Regions from separate parts of the Pan troglodytes genome. Here region 1 is linked to region 2. Evidence: chromatin contacts called from public Hi-C data. All regions are on one chromosome and are shown on one strand. The core of a region is the stretch at or near the end of the contact, and the rest is flanking DNA. Distances in the headings are between cores, read along the strand shown. Region 1 holds the start of ADM (adrenomedullin). Region 2 overlaps SBF2 (SET binding factor 2).

Region 1 (2,700 bases), core at 13-2,512, 320 kb before region 2:
TGAGTCAGGCAAGGAAGGTAACATTCCTTTTCCCATTTCAGCAGGTAGAAAATTCAAGCTCAGAGAGGGGAGGTATCTGCAGAGAGGGGAAGTCACCCTGCAGGTAGGAAGCAGCAGAGTCCCTACTCGGCCCGACACGCTAGCACGGCCGACTGGGGCGCGGCGTGGATTCCTCTAGGCTGGGGTCACCAACTTCTCAAGGGGCAAAGGAGAGTCCTAGCCCCCGCCCTAAGAATTTGTGCCTGTTCATGATGAATCACGCTAAACACGTTTGCCACCCGTTTGTGCTCTTTCATCACAGCTTCTTCTCTTTCTTACTTCTCTCCTGGGGGCCAAACTGGGAAGGAAAGGCTAAGCCACGGGGCTTCCTGCTTCTTGCTTGTGGGTTTCTGGGGTCCTACTAACTACTCCTCTAATCGAATGTCCTGAAGCCCAGCGACTCGACGGAGAGGCCAAAGGTGCGAGACCACTAGCCAAACAGGTTTCTAGTCCTCACCTCCCGGCAATTCGCTGTGTGAAGGTGGGCGAGTCATGTCCCATCTCTCGAGTCCCCATCTTAGAGCCGGTCCCCAGCAGACGTTTAAGCTTCCTTCCTACTCTGCCATATGGCTCTGAGCTCCGGTGCAAAGGCGGCTGGGCAGTGGGTCGCGCGGACCTTGCCCAGAGTGGTCTGTCTGGGCCGCGCACTGCTGGCTTAGCTGCCTTTTCACTCTCGGGACTCAACAGTGGACATTGCACCTGGGGAAGAAATGGCCGCGCGGAAGTTATTTAAGGACTCTTCCTGGAAGGAGTCACCTGAGCGGACCTGAATTCCATCTGAGGACGGAGGACAGATTCCGGGCCCTGACCCTGGCCCTGGTAAGGGGTTGGGACGCGGAGGGTTAGAGGAGTGCAGCGCGGCGCACTGGTCTGGATCCGGCCGCCCGGCTGGGCGCAGGGCAGTCACCGCAGTGGCCTGGCCGGGCGACTAGTCCGTCTGCACCGCAGACAGCAGCTATTACTGAACGCCTGCTCGGTGACCAGGAGCCTCCCCAGCCTAACTATTGTTCTTCTCCCTTGTCTCCCATTTCCTTTTCCTTTCACTTTATCCTCTGCGAGTCAAGCTCTTCGCGCAGATCCAGGACTGGCTATCAGTCGCTCTGAGGATGCGACCTACTTGTCGCCAGCTTCCACTTGGTTCCGCGCCAGGACAGGTTTTACTTTCATTTCTCCCGCGCGCGCCTCCGACTGCTGGGGAGGTCAAGGACAGCTAGGCGTCGGCCCACGGCCAGGGAAGGTCCCGTGGTCTGGACTCGTTCCTTCCAGTCTCCACCAGTCCTGGGGGGTGGGGCGCGGCGGGGGTGTTCGTTCTCCAGAGAACTCTGCGACTGTAACTCGCTGCCACCTCGCTGCCCTTTACAAAAGCTCGTGATTCCGTGGGGAAACTTGAGCTGTGGCTCTGCCAGGAGGATCGCGAAGCCAGTGCCCTTGGTTCAAACTCCTCTTTGAGCTGCAGGCGGCTTCAAAAAGGAAAGCAAGCCCAGGAGTGTAGGGAGACTCAGAGGCTAGGCTCTGCCAGCCTCGGGTGCCTATGCCAGCAACCTCTTGGCTGTGACAAGAATTCCCACCTGAGAGTCTTGGCATGCACCTTATCAGCCTGGTGCACTTTGCCGCTCTGGCACTTAGAGATCTGTCACTTGAGAACCAAGTCAATTCTTTAAGTAAAATCTTGGATTGGCAGCTCAAAGTATTTTCCTAGAAAGCCCCTATCTTGGAGTGTGTGAGAGTGTGCGCGAGCGCGCACTCCGCTTGCATGGGTGAGTAGCAGGGGCTAGAGTGCTCCCCAAAGCGTCGTGGGTTTAAGTCGAAAAAAGATAAGGAATTTGTTAAATCTGGGCATCTATGTTTTTTCTCGTGAAATCTCGAGTTTGTTTAATTAATCATCGTTAACGACAAAAAAAAACACTAGAATGCATTTCTGGTTCAATGGTTCTATGGAGAAGGAAATGCTGCAGTGGGAGTTCTGATCCTGGTGATTTATTAACATAAGTTGCATCCATTCAAGTGGCAGTGATTGTAGATTCACGTTGAGCAAGGACAGTACAAGGAAGGAAGGAAGTGAAGGAAGAAACATCTTTAAAGTTTCTGGCAAGAAAAGAGAAAAGAAAAAGAAAAAAAAATCCTTGTTAATGAAGATCTACTTTTTTTGTGTGCTCCAGAATTTCAAAAGGTCAGATTACAAATAAACATCCAAACCACTGTAATAAATGTGTACATCCTGACATTAGGGAGACACACATACACATATGCTAAAGGGTTTTTGCGTAATGGTGTTTCAACTTCTTCACATTCCAATTGAATGATTTTTAGGCCCTATATCCAAGCCTGATTCTTAGTAAAGTTTGGAGTTTAAAAAAATATGTGGTAGTGGTTTCTCAGCTAGCACTGTGGACACAGTTCTTAAAGCCAGAGTGGCCATACTCAGGTCTTTCAGAGAAGCATTGAAAAATAATAAATATCAATGATATTAATAAGAATAACTAAAATGTGAGTAGCTAAGTGCATTGCATAATTATCTCAGATGCCTCCTTTATCAAACAGGAAATTTTATGATGCATTTATTATTAATATAGTTCAAAATGTCTTTTAAGCTGAGGACTTGTTTACAAAGTTCACTTGAAAACAAAGTTCAAGATGCATCCTGAAGTCATAACATAAAGT
Region 2 (2,700 bases), core at 113-2,612:
TCTCTTGCAAGGCCGGGGAAGTTTTCCTCAATTATTCCCCCAAATATGTTTTCCAGGCTTTTAGAATTATCTTCTTCCTCAGATACAGCGATTATTCTTAGGTTTGTTCATTTAACATAATCCCAGACTTCTTGGAGGCTTTGTTCATATTTTCTTACCCTTTTTTCTTTGTCTTTGTCGGATTAGGTTAATTCAAAGACCTTGTCTTCCAGCTCTGAATTTCTTTCTTCTACTTGTTCAGTTCTATTGCTGAGACTTTCCAGAGCATTTCCCATTTCTAAAAGTGTGTCCAAAGTTTCTTGAATTTTTTATTGTTTTCTCTTTAAGCTATCTATTTCTATGAATATTTCTCCATTCACTTCTTGTATCATTTTTTGGATTTCCTTGCATTGGGCTTCACCTTTCTCTGCTCCCTCCCTCATTAGCTTAGTAACTAACCTCCTGAGTTCTTTTTCAGGTAATCAGAGATTTCTTCTTGGTTTGGATCCATTACTAGTGAACTAGTGTGATTTTTGGGGGGATGTTGAAGAGCCTTGTTTTGTCATATTACCAGGGTTGGTTTTCTGGTTCCTTCTTATTTGGGTAAGCTCTGTCAGAGGGAAGGTCTAGGACTGAAGGCTGTTGTTCAGATTATTTTGTCCCACAGAGTGTTCTCTTGGTGTAGTACTCTCCCTCTTTTCCTATGGATGTGACTCCCTGTGAGCCGAACTGCAGTGATTGTTGTCTCTCCTGGATCTAGCCACCCAGCGAGTCTACCTGGCTCCAGGCTGGTACCGAGGATTGTCTGCACAGAGTCCTGTGATGTGAACCGTCTATGGGTCTCTCAGCTGTGGATACCAGTGCCTGTTCCGGTGGAGGTGGCGGAGGGTGCAGTGAGCTCCATGAGGGCCCTTAGCTTTGGTGGTTTAATGCTCTGTTTTTGCGCTGGTTGGCCTCCTGTCAGGAGGTGGTGCCTTCCAGAAAGCATCAGGTGTAGTAGTGTGGAGAGGGACCAGTGGTGGGCAGGGCCCTTGAACTCCCAAGATTATATGCCCTTTGTCTTCTGCTACCAGGGTGGATAGGGAAGGACCATCAGGTTGGGAAGGAGCTAGGCCTGTCTGAGCTCAGATTCTCTTTGGGCGGGTCTTGATGTGGCTGCTGTGGGGGATGGGGGTGAGATTCCCAGCTCACTGGAGTTGTGTACCTAGGGAGATTATGGCTTCCTCTGCTGAGTCATGCAAGTTGTCAGGAAAGTGGGGGAAAGCCGGCAGTCACAGGCCTCACCCAGCTCCCACGCAAACAGAAGGGCCAGTTTCTCTCCCGCTGTGCCCCCTAGTAGCCCTGAGTCTGTTTCCAGGCAGAGGGCAAGACGGGCTGCCAGACGGGCTTGAAAACTTGCCCGAGGCTATCCGCCTCCCAGCTGTGAAAGAAAAGTGCTTTAGTTCTTCCCCTGCCTGTGAAGTCTGCAACCCGGATTTGCAGCCCCCACCACCCCCGGGGCTTCTCACCCCATTCAAATAGTTAAAAAGTTCAGCTAGAGAATTCCTTCTCCCTGTGGAGTTTTACCTGCTGCTCCGCTGGCCACCCTCCCGAGGGATCCCTGTGGTGCCAGGCAGGAATGGGCTGCTTTGGGACCCAGCAAGCTCCCAGGGCCTTTCTGCTGCTTTCTCTACCCCTGTATTTCGCTTGGCTCTCTAACTTGACTCAGCTTTAGGTAAAGTCGGAAACTTCTCCCACATTTAGACCTTCAGCTTCTCCGGTGTGTGTTCGGGAGAGGAGGGTCTCCCTTTCCCACTTAGACAGTTGGGGCACTCACAGTATTTGGGGTGTCTCCCAAATCCCGCAGGAGCAGTTCACTTCCTTCCGAGGGTCTGTGATTCCTCTCCAGATTGCTGGTTTGTTCTTGCAGTTGATCTAGAGCTGAAACTCACAATGCAAGCCTCCACATGCTTCTCTGTCTGGAGCTGCAATCTAGTCCTGCCTCCCATCTGCCATGATCCACTCTATTTAGACAGTCATTAATTTTAAAAATATACTGTTAAATAAAGTATTTTGTTCACAGAACTAGAAAGCTTCCTGTGATAGTTTTTTTGCTCTGGATTGTAAATTATGAGATATTACAGTTGGTACCGTATATCAAAATAGACCACATTTTTCAAAGTAATTTTCCTGTCAGTCAGTGTGTTATGAAAACATGTTAGTCACAATTTTTTCAGTTAGTCATTTGCCCTCATTATGGTTTTCATTTGGGTCTCTTGTAAGACATAAAGATTAGACTCACTGGAGACCAGAACCACCTCAGACAGAACCGACCAGTGTCCTCTGCTTTGGCTTGGCACCGCGGTTGGCAGCTGGTCAGGAGTTGCATTGTTTTGAACAGAGGGAGCGAAAAGCTGAAAGAAAAAAAGCAAATTGACAAGTGACCACAGAAACACAAGGATGAAAATATTCCATGGATAGAGGAAATGCAATAAGTTAAAAGGACTCGGATGTGGTAAAGTGTGAAATAACTATTTGAACACCAGGAAAGAAAAGAGCATAAAATGACAGAGATTATATTCATATGGAAAAATGGATTTGGGCTAATGAGTGTTCCTTATTTCTCCTGCTGTGAAGTTTTGAGTCCTAAGAAAAGTAAAGTAAGTCGGAACTATAGTCCTCCAGGGAAAAGTTGAGGGAAGATGTGATTTTTTTTCATTACAATTAGGTCCTGACTTTAGT

Evidence for each region. Hi-C and Micro-C count contacts between places; a contact is called where the count stands out from the background.
Region 1: a Hi-C map of stem cell-derived neural progenitor cells shows a contact between it and region 2, with 4 times the contacts expected there. The contact joins the promoter of ADM here to the enhancer-like site in region 2. A contact is called at or near these places in 4 of 7 Hi-C or Micro-C datasets (blood, induced pluripotent stem cells and stem cell-derived neural progenitor cells) and 1 of 1 datasets of contacts at active chromatin or transcription factors (stem cell-derived excitatory neurons).

What each region holds. Positions count from the first base shown.
Region 1 is chr9:14,453,230-14,455,929 of NHGRI_mPanTro3-v2.0_pri, reverse strand. It overlaps ADM (adrenomedullin), which reads right to left and starts at 1,262. Exons shown (of 4, transcript XM_001169702.6): 1 at 1-1,262.
Region 2 is chr9:14,137,488-14,140,187 of NHGRI_mPanTro3-v2.0_pri, reverse strand. All of the region lies in intron 13 of SBF2 (SET binding factor 2), which reads left to right. Among named protein-coding and RNA genes, the nearest start is that of SBF2, 310 kb to the left of the region's middle. Within about 2 kb of position 1,362, at least 6 of the 24 cell types and tissues checked have an H3K27ac peak or open chromatin away from gene starts, as enhancers often do. A contact at or near this core is called in induced pluripotent stem cells and stem cell-derived neural progenitor cells, where this site is marked.